Regions from separate parts of the Mus musculus genome. Here regions 2, 3, 4 and 5 are each linked to region 1. The links are chromatin contacts, called in public HiChIP or PLAC-seq and promoter capture Hi-C maps. All regions are on one chromosome and are shown on one strand. The core of a region is the stretch at or near the end of the contact, and the rest is flanking DNA. Distances in the headings are between cores, read along the strand shown.

Region 1 (2,700 bases), core at 3-2,502:
TCCCAAATCGAAGATTCTATAAGCCAGTTTGCCACTATTAATTTAATACAAGTTCCGACCCACAGCGAGACAAGCACAAAAGTGGACATAGGTCCTTGAGGAAACGAATGGCCTCTTTTTGCCTTTAAAATCTTCTGGGTCTCATTAATCCCTGCTTTCTAAACGCTGCCGTTTGTTCTTCGCCTTTTCCATCACTGCTGGCTACAAGTGTTTGCAAACGCCTCCTGCTCCAGACAAGTCCCCCCCCCCGCCCCCTTCTGCTACCCCCCCCTTGATCACTCTGACCATCTTGCCAGATTCCTTTAGACTCAGACCAGCTTCTGTGATAAGACAGCTCTCCTTCCGACTCCCCATATCTACCCCCGACACCAGGATCACTTTTTTTTTAACTCTTTAACCTTGGCTAGGAAAAACAAGATAGAAAGAAAAGAAAGGAAAAGAAAAGAAGAGAAAATGAAAGAACAGCTTGCCCGCATCCCACCACCACACATTCAAGCCCAGGCCTGGCAGGTCCTGATGTGGGACCCCGCAGCCCAGAGCCTTATCAAAATGTTCATATTTGTTGTCTTGACTCCTTATAAGGCACTATTTCTTGAAGCTTTGCTGATACCCCCCACTCCACTGGGTACCTTCGGCTCATCGTTTTCCCCAGAGTCTCGGGCACCCCCCCCCCCCCGCTTTGGGGAGCACATTATAATAAGAGGAAAAACTGGGAGACAGCAGGGACTCTTCAGAAATGCAACAGGAAGGTGTGAGGCGGCCGACAGCAGTCCCCTCGCTCCCAGGGGATCGGCTCTGTCGGCGTCCCTCACACACCCATCGTGACACGCACGCGCCAATACTTTTCACGGTATCCACGGCGCCCCCCTCCGTGGCCTCCGCGCGCCCCTCTCGTAGCCACCACCAGCGCCCCGGGCCCCTCTGCAGCCGCCCGGCGCGGCCCCCGCGGCCTCCCCACGGCCCCGGAGCGATGGCGGCGGCTCGGCCCTGCCCAGCTTCTAGACAGCAGGAGCACGGGGCCCCGCCCGGGCTCCCGGGCCCCCTGGCCCCGCGCAGGGCGCAGCTCCTACCTCGTTCTGCCCCACCAGAGCCAGCGGTCTCTCCGGTCCCGCACGCTCTCTCGCACGCCCGCTCGCTCCCTCCCCGTGCAGGACCTCCGCGCGTCGTCGCCCGCGCTCGGTCCCCGCCCGGGGTGACGGCTTGGGCCGCCGACTCTCCTCCCGCCGGGGCCCACGGGGGCGCGCGCCGCTCTCGCGCTCAGGCTCCGGGGACGCGCGCCCGCCCGTAACCCCGAGCGCGCCCCGCTTCCTGGTTCCTGCCCGCGCGCGCTCCCCAGCCCCAAGGTCCCTCCGCGCCCCTGCGCGACCGCCCTGCGGGGCCCCGGAACCCCCTGCGCGCAGTGGAGCGCGGGAGCGCGCTCGGCTGGGCCTGCGCCGCGCGCTCCCGCTGCAGGCCGAGCCCGCGCCCAGCCGCCCTGGACACCCCCTCGAGGCTCCGGGACCCCTAACACATGCTGTTTTGTTTGGGTGGGAGAGATCCCCGTTTAAGGGCACGAGCGGCGGTGGTCTTGGAGATTGGGACACCCCCTCCGCGGCCCGCCCACCGCCCTCCCGCCGGGAAACCAGGCCCGCGTCCTCTAGCTCTCAGGCCGAGGGCAGAAGTCCATAGTAGCCCCGATCAATAATTATCCCGAGCTTGCTCCCTGGAGGGAGGTTTAAACCAGGGCCCCTGTCGCACTACCCCGATGGGCACAGGCAGGACCGGGCCAACTGGATCAGTGGATTGCCCCTGGGTGAATCTATGGGGCATATGGGAGACGCCTTCCTCCCTGGGAATTTTTGCTGGTAACTAATCTTGGTTTTGGGAGTGACAGGTTTATCCAGGGCCGTCTGGGTTCTCTCCAGGGGTAGAGGGTCTCTACTACCCTTTCCCCAATGTTGGGGAGGGTTGCTGTATGTGTGAGAGAAAGCAACCTGAGTCACCCACTCTCCCGCGCTCCATCTCCCCAAGCTGGCCAGTGGTTTCCCTGGCAACCCTCCAAGGGCCAACCCGGCCAGCCCGGAAGCAAGGCACATCAGTGGTACAGAAGCCACAGCTGTAGAAACCTCAGCTGCAGGGGCAAAAGAGGGAGGACCCCTTCCCAGCACAAACACACGGAACGTCTATTCTCTACAGTCACCTACAATTTGTCCCGCTGAAAATTTTCCTAGCCAGGCAGGATCGAGAGGCAAGCTCTTCTATGATTCTCTTCCCAGCAGCCTTCCCAGGCACAAAGGTTTGGGGGTGTTAACTGATCACAAAGCCCTTCTGCTCCTGCCCTACAGGCTGGGCCAACACCTGACACAGTGCTTGGCACAAAAAAGAGGGAGAGAGCGTGGGGGCTGGGCCAAGAAGCTGGATGGGATGGAAATCAGCAGCTCTGGGCTTCCCCTTCCCCACCTTTCCTCCCCCCACCCCCCCACCCCACAGCCAGCTTAGGACGAGTTAAAACTTCAGGGCACATTTCTCTGTTCAAGCTTCCATACCTGTAAGCTATCACCTCTCCCAGAAACACACTCCTGGCCTTTCTGTGTGATGCTCGCTCTAGGGCAGTGGTTCTCAACCTTCCTAACTCCGCAACCCTTTAATATAGTTCTTCATGTTATGGTGACTTCAACCATAAAATTATTTCCGTTGCTACTTCATACCTATAAAATTTGC
Region 2 (2,700 bases), core at 116-2,615, 340 kb after region 1:
CTAGGGCGTGTGATGGGTAAGCTGCTTGTGAGGATGGATCTGGGGAGAGGAGCAAGCAGAGAGTGGGGAAGCAGAAAGAGCAGCGAGGGTAGTGGGAGGGGAATGGAAGAGGGGCAAGGCTTCTCTGGGTGAACCCTGATACCTCTTTCTTGGCCGCCTCTCCCTCAGAGACAGGAGTCATTGACCCAGAGATTCAGCGGTACAACACCCCAGGTTTCTCAGGCTGCCTGTCTGGTGTCCGGTTCAACAATGTGGCTCCTCTCAAGACCCATTTCCGAACCCCTCGGCCCATGACTGCTGAGCTGGCGGAGGCCATGCGGGTTCAAGGAGAACTGTCAGAATCTAACTGTGGAGCTATGCCACGCCTTGTCTCTGAGGTGCCACCAGAACTTGATCCCTGGTACCTGCCTCCAGGTGAATCCCTAGACACAAGTGAAGATGGGGGTGGGGTGGGGTAACAGTGATGGGAAATGGCTCTGAATACAGAGGCAGCGGCTCTTAATCAGCCTTTCCTCCTCTTTAGATTTCCCATACTACCATGACGACGGATGGATTGCCATACTCTTAGGTTGTAAGTAGCACCGACCATGAACCCGACTTCCTAAGACCACCTCGCTAGCATCCTCCCTGGCTCCTGTCCTCAGAAGTGGGGTGGGGGGAGGCATTAGCTGTGAGATGGCAAGAAGGCGGCAGGGACAGGTTATGCTGACATCAGTATTTAGCTGGGGGAGGACTAGGCAGCTATAAATTTTTAATTGAGATGAAATATTAAAATGCAGCCCCAGTTACAGGATGAGGAAAAATAGAAATGTAGTAACATCTAGAGAAATAAGAAATTGGAGAAGCCATCAGAGATAGGGAAAGGGTAAAGTGGACAGTGGATAAGCCAAGAACTCAGACATTCTAGACAGAGCCATGCCTGACACAGTTATGTTTGCTATACCCGGGTGAACATGATGCTTTGGCCGAGCGTGTATGTGTGTACCCCGAAGGCCTTCCCTAAGCTGTTCTTTTTCTTCCATTCAGTTTTGGTGGCCTTCCTGCTGCTGGGGCTTGTGGGAATGCTGGTGCTGTTCTATCTGCAAAATCATCGATACAAGGGCTCCTACCACACCAACGAGCCCAAGGCCACCCACGATTCCCATCCTGGCGGCAAAGCTCCCCTCCCTCCCTCAGGCCCTGCCCAGGCCCCTGCCCCTACTCCAGCTCCCACACAGCTTCCAACCCCAGCCCCAGCCCCAGCCCCAGCCCCAGCCTCTGGCCCAGGCCCCAGAGACCAGAACCTCCCCCAGATCTTGGAGGAGTCCAGGTCTGAATGAGTCACAAGGGCTTCAGGGACCAAGGCCAACTCCTCTAAGTCCCCTCAGCTCCTGCCTTCCCCCTCCCTTGCCAGGGACATTTGGCTCTTCTAAGCAGGCTCTGTTCACCAGGAGGATTCCCCTCTTGCCAAGTTTGGTGCGCAGAGCTACAGATGGGACCAAAGGGAGTGGCCGAGCCTCACTGCCTAAACCAATGCCCTGCTCATCCCTCTACCCCCCCCCCCACCCGCCCCCAGCTCCAGACTGTTTGCCTGCCCTACAGGAGAAAGCCCATGATGCTGAGACAGGCCTTTCCTGCCATCTCTGTCCCAGCTGCTGGCAAGGATTAACAACGAAGGGCAGGGGAGATGAACTGCCTCCCTTCCTGTGTACACTATCAGCAGGGACAGATGTGGGGGATCGAGAGGCTGCTAAAACACACCCTGGAGCCTCCCCTCCTCCTCCTGCCCTGCTGACCGGCTGTCTTCCATCTGCTTCCTCTCAGCTGGGGCTGAGGGAAGAACTTCACCACCCCCACCCCCACCTCACTCAACCCTTTTTGTTCTTACAGAGACAAGAGGCCTGCCTCAGTTTAGCACTTTAGTACCTCCACTGCTTCACTTGCTTCAGCCAAAGCCATAAAAAGCCTGCCTGAGTAGAAAAGATAATGCAGATGCCCTGCCTAGCCAGCCCTCTACTCTTCCACCCCTTTTCAAAATATGCAATAGCCTTGGTGCCTGTGCGCAGGCCTGGCCCTCTCCAATGCATGAGGAGCCCTCCCCCCTCTGCTCAGAAATGCTGCTGCGTTTACCCAGGAGGTCATATTCTTTATATATATTTCTTGTTGCAGAGTCTCTCTCCAGAGAACTATATATTACTCTAATTTTTTAATTATCTGTTTATATATAAAAGAACTCAGTGGGCTGTCCTGTGCTATGCCCAGTTTGTAGCGAGCTCCTTCTGTGTTTGATGTCTCATGAGTCCTGCCAGCCACTCACCCACGTGCTGGGCCTCCACTCTAGTGCAGGGCAGAGCCTGCTGTGCCCTCAACTGAGCAGGTTCAATAAAGCAGCGTGGCAGAGCCCCGTCTGTGCGTGGTAGCTGACATCCTGGCCAAGGAACTAATGAAGTCTTAAGGGAACTATTCTGAGAGCTTGGAAATTTCTAGTCCTCAAAACCTATGCGTATAAGCCAGGCAGTGGTGGCACACAACTTTAACCCCAGCATTCAGTAGGCAAAAGGCAGGCAGATCTCTGAGTTCAAGGCCAGCCTGGTCTACAGAGCTGACTTCCAGGGCAGCCAGGGCTACACAGTTCTCCAAAAACTAAAAGCTATTCCACCTCCCGGGGGCTTCACCTCCCACCCCGCTCCCAGAGGATGGTGGGGGTCAGAGCGCTAAAGC
Region 3 (2,700 bases), core at 90-2,589, 450 kb before region 1:
GGGGTGTGATGGTCTCCGGAGGAGGGGGAAGGAAGAAGACACTTCCCCTTTCAGCAACGCCCCCACCCCACCCCCATTGGTCCCTACCTCAGGCCTTAGGGGCCTGGCAAACAGGATGGAGTTGGGGGCAGGGAGAACAGGGTCAAAGCGCACACACTGGCTACGTTCAGCTTGGAGCTGACTGGGGGAAGGGGTTTTCCTCCAAGAAGTACCACCAAGCCTAGAATCAGCTCTCAACAAGGAGACTAGAAAAATCCTAGAAAAGGCTCCCATGGTTACTTTCTCCTGGAAAGTTTGTTTGGAGTGATTTCTCAACAAGAATGGGTTGCAGAAATCAAAAGATATTGCTGTTTCCCTATCAACACTCTGGAAACCACAGCTACTAAAAACTGGGCGAGTGCTTCTTAAATTTTCTCTACCGGCCCAGACTCCAGGCCAAGCCACCAGTGTCAGACATCGGTAGGGCACTCAGCCCAGACCCTTCACCAGTTCCCCAGTCACCCTATCCCACCTCCGTAGGAGAAGGCATTGACCGGCGTACACTAGAGCGGAGGGAGGCGCCACAGGTCCAGCTCGGAGCTGCAGGGCAGGGCCTCCGTCTTCCAAGCGCTCACCTGCTCTGCTCAGCAGGTGGGAATTGCGTCCCTGGGAAAATGTGCACTCGGCCCCCACAGTTTGGAAAGCTGGGCGCAGACAATAGGGCCCCACCCAGGCCTGGGGGAGTAGGGAGGGAGGGAGAGAAAGCGAGGATGACGCGTGGGGTGCGGTGAGGGTGGCCCCAAAGAGACTAGGCAGCAAGTTTCCCAAACGGTAAATTCCTGTCACCGTGAGCTCCGGGACCAGGCGGAGCGGGTCAAAGTCTGCTCGGTCAGCTCCAGGGGAGAGTCAGGGACGCCGTGTTAGGCGAGCTCTGGGGCCCTGGGGGAGGCGCGAACTCCGAGGCACCTGCCCTAGTTCCTCCCCACCCTTCTCAGACCTGCGGTTCACCGAGCCTGGAGGGGCGCTCCAACCCAGATTGCTTGTCCCAAGGGTCCCGCGCCCCGGACCCCAGCGCGCCCCCTGTCGCTGGTGTAGGATGCGCTCCCTGACACCCGCCCTCACCTGCCCTGAAACCGCTGGAACCAGCCTCCCGGCCGCTTGCTGTCCCTACTCTCCCACAGTGATTCGTACCCCGATCGGGTGTACCTGAGCGTGGAGCCGGGCTGAGCCGAATCGGGGTCGGGTCTGGCCGGGAGGGAGCCGGCGCGGGCAGCGAACTGAGCTCGGCGCACTCGGGCGGCGGCTGCTCCGGACTCTGGCCAAGGCAGCAACTCAGTAACCGAACAAAAGGCAAAGGGACCTGACAGCCAAGCCACACCTCTCGCCCCCTCGAAGCTCCGCCCCCTAGGGAGACTCCCACCCTCTGAGGCTATCTCACTGGCTGCCCAGCCTGACTATCCCATCGAGGGGCGGAGCCTCGCGCCGGGACCTCTACCACGGCCGCCTCTGTTTATGCGCTCACCATTGGCCCCAGGGACTGCCACTCGACTCTGGGGTGGACGCCAACTTGAGGTCTCATCCTCACTCTGCATCTATTGGCAAATAGAAAGTTTCTTCTTTATGATTGGACAGAGGGCTGTCAGTAAGACTAAGGAAAAAGCCAATGGATCAGGTGGGGCGTGACTTGCCCCACCCTAGCCCTGAGCAGGTAAGACTCATTATTCTCCCCTTCCCCCCCTACCTGTCCAACAGGTGAGTCAGGGGGAGGCATGGGAAAGGACTGACGCCTTCACTAGCCAGCCAACTCAGCGTCAGGCTTATTCATTCTTGCCTCAACGTAGTAATAAGATGTTTGTAAAGCATTTCATAGGCTTTGTGCTGGGTTGGGATTTTCTCCCCCCTACAAAAGATGGAGTGTTCCCTGATCCCTTCTGTTTAGAATTAGCAGGCCTGGGTTTGGGTTCTCCCCTTAATCTTTGTATGACCTTAGGCTAGTTAGTGTACCTTTCACCCTGTATCTCTTCTGTAAAGTGGGTTCATTAGCTTTATCTATCTTAGGTTGGAGAGATTAAATGAAATAAGCTTTGTAGTAGCACTTAAACAGCTGAGGAATGTCAGTATTTAAACTGTCTCAGTTCGAGACAGTTCTTAAAAAGTGCTGGAGCAGCCAGGCAGTGGTGGCACTCGAGGAGGCAGAGGCAGGCAGATCTCTGTGAGTTAAGAGGCCAGCCTGGTCTTCAAAGTGGGATCGAAATGATCCATGTTAAAAGAATATTTTTAATGGGCTTGTGTGGTGCCTCAGTTGTGCAGATGTGACCACCCGAGTCTGATACCTCATGGAGGGAGACAACAGCCAAGTCTCACAGGTTGTCCTCTGTCCTCTGATCTCCCGCCTTGGCACAAGTGCCACACACATAAAAGTAAATAAAATGTAATGCGATTTTAAAACTACGCTCCAAAGAGATCACAAGACTAGGAAATATGGTACACTCTAAACTCCGACACCTTCTTTCTTTTTTTTTTTTTTTTGTTTTTGTTTTTGTTTTTGTTTTTCCAGACAGAGTTTCTCTGTATAGCCCTGGCTATCCTGGAACTCACTTTGTAGACCAGGCTGGCCTCGAACCCAGAAATCCACCTGCCTCTGCCTCCCGAGTGCTGGGATTAAAGGCGTGCGCCACCACGCCTGGGCCGACACCTTCTTTCAAGTCCCAGAGCAGAAGG
Region 4 (2,700 bases), core at 73-2,572, 430 kb after region 1:
GGGGCAATGCCACCGCTGCAGCTAGTGCCAGGGAGCTTTCCAGCGTGAAGTGCCATATGTCTCTCTGCCCCCACACACTAGCTTGGCTTCGGGAGACATGACTCATTTTATTACTTTAACTTGACCCTATCTTTCCCACTTTAAGGTTCCAACGCTGCAGTTAAGCCACACCCTCCCCCTTAAGAGTCGGGGCCCCTGGGAGGTGAAGGGGTAAACCACAAAGTTTGGGTAAAGGCAAGGTTGCATACCTCTCAAACAAGGAAATAAAAAGGGCTGAGTAACTGGACAAACTGCACGTGAAGTGAGCAATCCCCCCCTTGGCAGCGGCCAAATGCATAGTCTCTGGCTTCTTGGGCTCAATCACACAGTCCGACGTTAGTGTGCCAGTGATGCTGTAAGACCACCAGGCATCATTCAACATATACAGGGGATCCAGCAGTTTGAAGATGGTCCATACAGTTAGGGTCCCGAAGCTCGCTCTCTCTCAAGAGCACGGGCTCGGGCAGCTTTGGCTTCATCTTCCAGCTCATCAAGGAAACGCTCTTGGGCCACCGAGTAGAAGGTGTAACCATCTGACGGAGTGGGTTCAGGAAACCACAAAGCACATGGGCATTCCTTTCGTCTAGCCACCCTTGCTGTTTTCCCAAATTAATGATTTTGGATTGCCACCCTTTTGCTCCTTTTGAACCCTTAACCAATTGTTATTACTAAGCCAATACGCGCTGCGTATATATAGTAAGATTAGGCATGAACCTCATTTGCCCGCACATTAAAAGCTACACGTCTTGTTCCCTTTTCCCTAACCCCATATGCGGTATAGCCAGGACGGATACAAATAGCTAACACCAGGGCCCCGATGCCCAGGCCGGTCATGATGTTCCGGGTCCGCCGCTGTGGCAGTGTTTTCTGCCACTGGGCAAGTTGCACCTGCCGCATAAACTGCAACTGCGCTGGGGTCAATTTCTCCCGCGACGGGTCGATGCGCTGAGCGAATGGAGCATTTCCATTCTTAGCATTCAGAGGGTCACCAGCTCCAGGGGCCGCCATGTTGCTGCTCCGCCCTAAGCCGTCAAGCCCGGAACTCGCCAGGAATTGTAGTCTTTGACTTCAGCAAGGAACTCTGGGAGCTGTAGTCCACGTGGAGTTTTCTGGGTAGAGGCAGGGTCTCTCCGCCCTAGAGGAGGGACAGGAAAGGTGAAAAGCGCCCTGCTTTCTGATTGGCTGAGCTCTCTGTGTCAGTTGGGGCGCGAAAAGCTGTTGACCGTTCGAAGCCGTGGTGGACATTATGTTTTTTCTCAGATTCGAAGCGAGGGCAAACATATAGAAAGGGAAGGAAGAATCCAAGGTGTGGCAGAAGATTCTGGAAATAAGCTAAGGAGGCCAGTTTATGGATCCCGTAAACTGTCCAAGTACTCCGAAAGACTTATGAATATGGAAGGACCCTTGAGGCCCAGGCTGGTGAACTGTAGTGACTTTCAGTTCGGAGTGGTTACCACAGAGACTATCGAAAACGCCCTGCTTCACTTGGCCCAGCAGAACGAGCAAGCCGTGAAGGAGGCTGCGGGACGGACGGGCAGCTTCAGGGAGACCCGGATCGTGGGTGTGGATGCAGAGTGGGGAGTCAGGTTTACGGGAGGCAGGGGAGCGTTGATCTTTGTTTTTCACTCAAATATTTTGCTAGTACTCTTGTTGTGCGAGGTCGTGGGGCTTATAAGCGATGAACGAGGCTTACTAGCACTCTTTTTTTTATTTCTTAACCCCCACTTCCCTGCACCACTCCCCACGTGCCTTTTTTTATTTTTATTTTTAAAGACAAAGTCTCACTGTGGAGTCATGACCTGGAACACTCTCTGTAGCTTAGGCTGGCCTGGAATTGACAGATGTTCTGACTCCCAGATGCTGGGATTAAAAGCACACGGCATCATGGGGAGTCCCCCCCCTTTTAAAATTAATGTATGTCTGTATGAGGGTATCCAATCACCTGAAACTGAGGTTATAGACAGCTGTGAGCTGCCATATGGGTGCTGGGAATTGAACCCTGGTCCTCTAGAAGGGTAGCCAGTGCTTCTAACTGCTTGAGCCATCTCTCCACCACCAGCCCCCTTTACTCTTCTTTCCATAAACGTGTTTAGAGTGCTTATCATTTACATTGCCTGGTATAGAAAGAGGGAACTGCAATCTAGCCATTGCTCTCAAACTATGTAGTCTTTAGGTGGGAATTGTTAACATATGAGCAAGTGGATACAAATAACGGTTAGAGTGATTGACACAGAGAATACAAGCTACTATGAGAATTTAAAGGAGTGGTAAGATGAGGTCCAGGGATTGAATGATACCATGAATAAAACTTGGGAAAACAAGAGGGAGGCTGGGAGCGGAGGGTTTAGTTGTCCAGGTTGACCAGAGCATATGGAGAAGCAATAGAGAGTAAGGCCAGGAAAGTAGTTTGGAGACATTCCAAGCAGAGGTCTGAATGTCTGTCAGGGGAGAGAACTTTATACTTGTTTTAGCAGGAAAAAAGAAGAATTGAGAATTATAGGCAGTTGTGAGCCACCTGATGTGGGTGCTGGGAATTGAACCCAGGTTTTCTGGAAGACCTGCCAGTGCTCTTAACTGCTAAGCCATCTCTGCTGAGCGAAGCCACTGAAATGTAAATGAGGGGGCCAATGTGGCTGTCATTTTCCCCCTGGTAAAAATGAT
Region 5 (2,735 bases), core at 1-2,500, 450 kb after region 1:
GTGGCTCACAACCACCTGTTAACTCCAGTTCAGGGATCTGACGCCCTCTTCTGGCCTCTCCCGGCATCAGGCATTCTCGTCATGGACAGATGTACATGTAAGCAAACCACCTATACACATAACTAATACTAATTATGAATAAAAATGAATCAAGGTCTAGGGAGCTATATACAACAAAGCCAAGGTTTCCATGCTAATGCCAGGCCCATGAACGTGTTTAAACTCGCTAATCACCTCTCTCACTCTCTTCTTCAGGCTTCAAGGCTCTCCTACACTTCACTGGACCTCAGGTAAGTATGCTCACTGATGGCTCTAACCTCAACTCGTCACCTGTAAGAGGATGCACCATGGCACTTCTCCTGTCCTTTTTATTTTTGGAAACAGGGTCTCATTCAATAGCGCAGGCTGGCCTGGAACTTGAGGCAGCTCCGGCGTCAGCCTCCTGAGTTGCTGCAGTTATAGATGTGAGCCACCAAGCCTGGTTTCCACGGGGACTGTTACAGGACACCTGATTGATACACTGGTAAATCTTCAAGAAATTCTGTTATATGTGAATACTCCTTCACTCTGGAGACACTGTCAGAGGTCTATTCCTGACGAGAAAACCGAAAGCCAGAGACCGCCACCTCAATGTCCCTAAAGTTGCCCACTTCCCTCCTTCTTGACCACCCCTTTCCTCGGATCCTGCTGACCTGTGAGTTCCTGGATGGTGACCCGGTCCAGGATCTTGAAGCTCGTGTCCAGTTTCAGAGGCTGGCTACAGCGCTGGCACACGAAGCTCACCTGCATGGTGCTGCTGGACGCCTTAGACCCCTCCATGCCTGCGACAGCGGAGAAAAGACGACGTTAAGAAGAATCGGCTCCTTTGAACCTCGGGCCCGAGGCTACCCGCTGCCTTGGTGGTGGAGGTGAAGAGGAAAATCCCGGTCCGCGCCGTTCCCTCTGGGAGTGGGATGACACCAAGAGGACCCGCTTCCGGGGCAGAGCCCAGCTAAGGCAGTCTAGTCTCCCGAGCGGGGAAACGGGGCACCAGAGTGGCCGCCAGGGACTCTAGGCTTCTTCCTAAGGTCTCACTTCAGGCCCCGACGCTCCTCACCTCAGGAGCCCGGAGCCCGCCACCCAGGCTCGTTCTACCGCGGGGGCACGGTGGCCTCGGGTCCGCCCCGGAGCGAGACCTCCAGAGTTCCCATCGCCCGGTCTTCAGCTACTTCCCGGTCGGCTAGCTGAAGACTTCCGCCCAGGACCAGAAGTGACGTCACGACGGGAGCTGACGCAAGGACCCCTGCTCCAGATCCCTGTTTACCCGGCTCGGAGCGCCATCCAAAGGCCGAGCGGGGAAGTGCAGCAGTGCCGACAGGTGGGCCGAAGCTGCCCACACTCTTCTGATTTAGACGGTCCACTCAAGATTTGTTACTTCCAAGTGGAGCCACTTCTATATTCCTTAGGGATCAGGGTGTTGTTTGTTTGTTTGTTTGTTTGTTTGTTTGTTTGTTTGAGACAGGGTTTCTCTGTGTAGCCCTGGTTGACCTGGAACTCGCCCTGTAGACCAAGCTGGCATCCACTTCACAGAGATCCACTTGCCTCAGCCTCCTAAGGGCTGTGATTAAAAGCGTGCACCACCACCTTCCGGCATGTGTGAGCTTTTAAAGTGTATTTTTGGGAGAGTCAAATTGTCTAAACCCTTCTGAGGGAGTGCGTTTGGCAGGATGGTAAATTTTATTGTTATATGTATGTATGTATGTGTATGTGTGTATGTATGTATATATGTTTGTATATGTGTATATAATAAAATGCAAATACATTAAAGGTGATAGTTATATGTATGTATATATGTGTATGTGTGTATTATGTATGTATATAACAAAATGTAAATAAATAAAAAGGTGACAGTGGAGACTGGAGAGATGGCTCAGCAGTTAAAAGCACCAACCGCACTTCCAGATGACCTGGATTAAATCAAATCCATCCACCCACATGGCAGCTCATAACTGTCTGTAACTCCAAGAACTGACACCACTATCACCACTTTCACACAGTCATCCATGTATGCAAAACACCAATGCATTTGTGGTGTGTGTGTGTGTGTGTGTGTGTGTGTGTGTGTGTGAGAGAGAGAGAGAGAGAGAGAGCTGGCTCCTGTGAGTATGTGTGTATCTGGAATCATATCCAAGGCCTCTCATATACTAAGCAAGTACTCCACCAATGAACTGTATGTCCAGCCCTACTTTGTAAGTTTAACATATGTGGGCTGCCAAGATGGCTCAACCTGTAAAAGTGTGTGCACCAAACGTGAGAGAGACCCTAAGGTCAATTCCTAAGGATCGGAGTAGGAGGAGATGAAGTTGACCTCCAAAGGAATTCCAGGGTATGGACTGCCCTCCACCACCACTAAGGATAATAAAAATAATTGAATGTTTTCCATGTTGCTCCAGTTTTGTTAATTAACATTCTCATTGCTGCAATACATCACAGCAGAAACGCACAGATTACAGTGAATTTCTTTATTGATGGAAACTTCCATTGCTTCCAATTTGGGTGGATACAATAATATCACAATGAGGAATTGACTTTGTCCTAGAACAGAACCTTATCATTAAAAGTACTGTAGACTTTGGAATCTTCTCTTTATTAACATTGGCAGTTGTTTTCAAAACAACTCATATTATATTCTGCCTCTAGTAATCCATTAAAGGGCCTGTTTTATGATGCCTTGCCCAGTATTGGATAAGATATAT

The links. Promoter capture Hi-C pulls out the DNA fragments that hold promoters and counts their contacts. HiChIP or PLAC-seq counts read pairs in DNA pulled down with a chosen protein or histone mark.
Region 2: a promoter capture Hi-C map of fetal liver shows a contact between it and region 1, with 2.8 times the contacts expected there. The contact joins the enhancer-like site here to the promoter of Stat5b in region 1. A contact is called at or near these places in 9 of 39 promoter capture datasets (the 3T3-L1 cell line, the C10 cell line, embryonic stem cells and 3 more), 2 of 484 Hi-C or Micro-C datasets (the G1E-ER4 cell line and uterus), 2 of 115 datasets of contacts at active chromatin or transcription factors (bone marrow-derived dendritic cells and embryonic stem cells) and 2 of 9 other capture datasets (adipose tissue and embryonic stem cells).
Region 3: a promoter capture Hi-C map of cranial neural crest shows a contact between it and region 1. The contact joins the promoter of Jup here to the promoter of Stat5b in region 1. A contact is called at or near these places in 5 of 39 promoter capture datasets (cranial neural crest, frontonasal cranial neural crest, liver and 2 more) and 1 of 9 other capture datasets (pancreatic islet).
Region 4: a promoter capture Hi-C map of erythroid cells shows a contact between it and region 1, with 4 times the contacts expected there. The contact joins the promoter of Cntd1 here to the promoter of Stat5b in region 1. A contact is called at or near these places in 3 of 39 promoter capture datasets (embryonic stem cells, erythroid cells and liver), 1 of 115 datasets of contacts at active chromatin or transcription factors (pancreatic cancer cells) and 1 of 9 other capture datasets (pancreatic islet).
Region 5: an HNF4G HiChIP or PLAC-seq map of pancreatic cancer cells shows a contact between it and region 1. The contact joins the promoter of Becn1 here to the promoter of Stat5b in region 1. A contact is called at or near these places in 1 of 39 promoter capture datasets (liver), 1 of 484 Hi-C or Micro-C datasets (B cells), 3 of 115 datasets of contacts at active chromatin or transcription factors (embryonic stem cells, memory CD8 T cells and pancreatic cancer cells) and 2 of 9 other capture datasets (adipose tissue and pancreatic islet).

What each region holds. Positions count from the first base shown.
Region 1 is chr11:100,849,329-100,852,028 of GRCm38.p6, forward strand. Stat5b (signal transducer and activator of transcription 5B) reads right to left here and starts at 1,253. Exons shown (of 19, transcript NM_001113563.2): 1 at 1,071-1,253.
Region 2 is chr11:101,188,341-101,191,040 of GRCm38.p6, forward strand. Cntnap1 (contactin associated protein-like 1) reads left to right here. Exons shown (of 24, transcript NM_016782.2): 21 at 1-16; 22 at 169-414; 23 at 524-571; 24 at 1,027-2,380. The coding sequence ends at 1,319. Among named protein-coding and RNA genes, the nearest start is that of Cntnap1, 14 kb to the left of the region's middle. Within about 2 kb of position 1,366, at least 160 of the 459 cell types and tissues checked have an H3K27ac peak or open chromatin away from gene starts, as enhancers often do. A contact at or near this core is called in the G1E-ER4 cell line, fetal liver, liver and 1 more, where this site is marked.
Region 3 is chr11:100,396,451-100,399,150 of GRCm38.p6, forward strand. It overlaps Jup (junction plakoglobin), which reads right to left and starts at 1,340. Exons shown (of 14, transcript NM_010593.2): 1 at 1,186-1,340. Gm12348 (predicted gene 12348) reads left to right here and starts at 1,666. Exons shown (of 4, transcript NR_132425.1): 1 at 1,666-1,687.
Region 4 is chr11:101,277,881-101,280,580 of GRCm38.p6, forward strand. It overlaps Cntd1 (cyclin N-terminal domain containing 1), which reads left to right and starts at 1,323. Exons shown (of 7, transcript NM_026562.2): 1 at 1,323-1,600. The coding sequence starts at 1,426. It overlaps Coa3 (cytochrome C oxidase assembly factor 3), which reads right to left and starts at 1,068. Exons shown (of 2, transcript NM_026618.2): 1 at 834-1,068; 2 at 90-572. The coding sequence starts at 1,047. The coding sequence ends at 460.
Region 5 is chr11:101,301,036-101,303,770 of GRCm38.p6, forward strand. It overlaps Becn1 (beclin 1, autophagy related), which reads right to left and starts at 1,251. Exons shown (of 12, transcript NM_019584.4): 1 at 1,097-1,251; 2 at 693-821. The coding sequence starts at 819.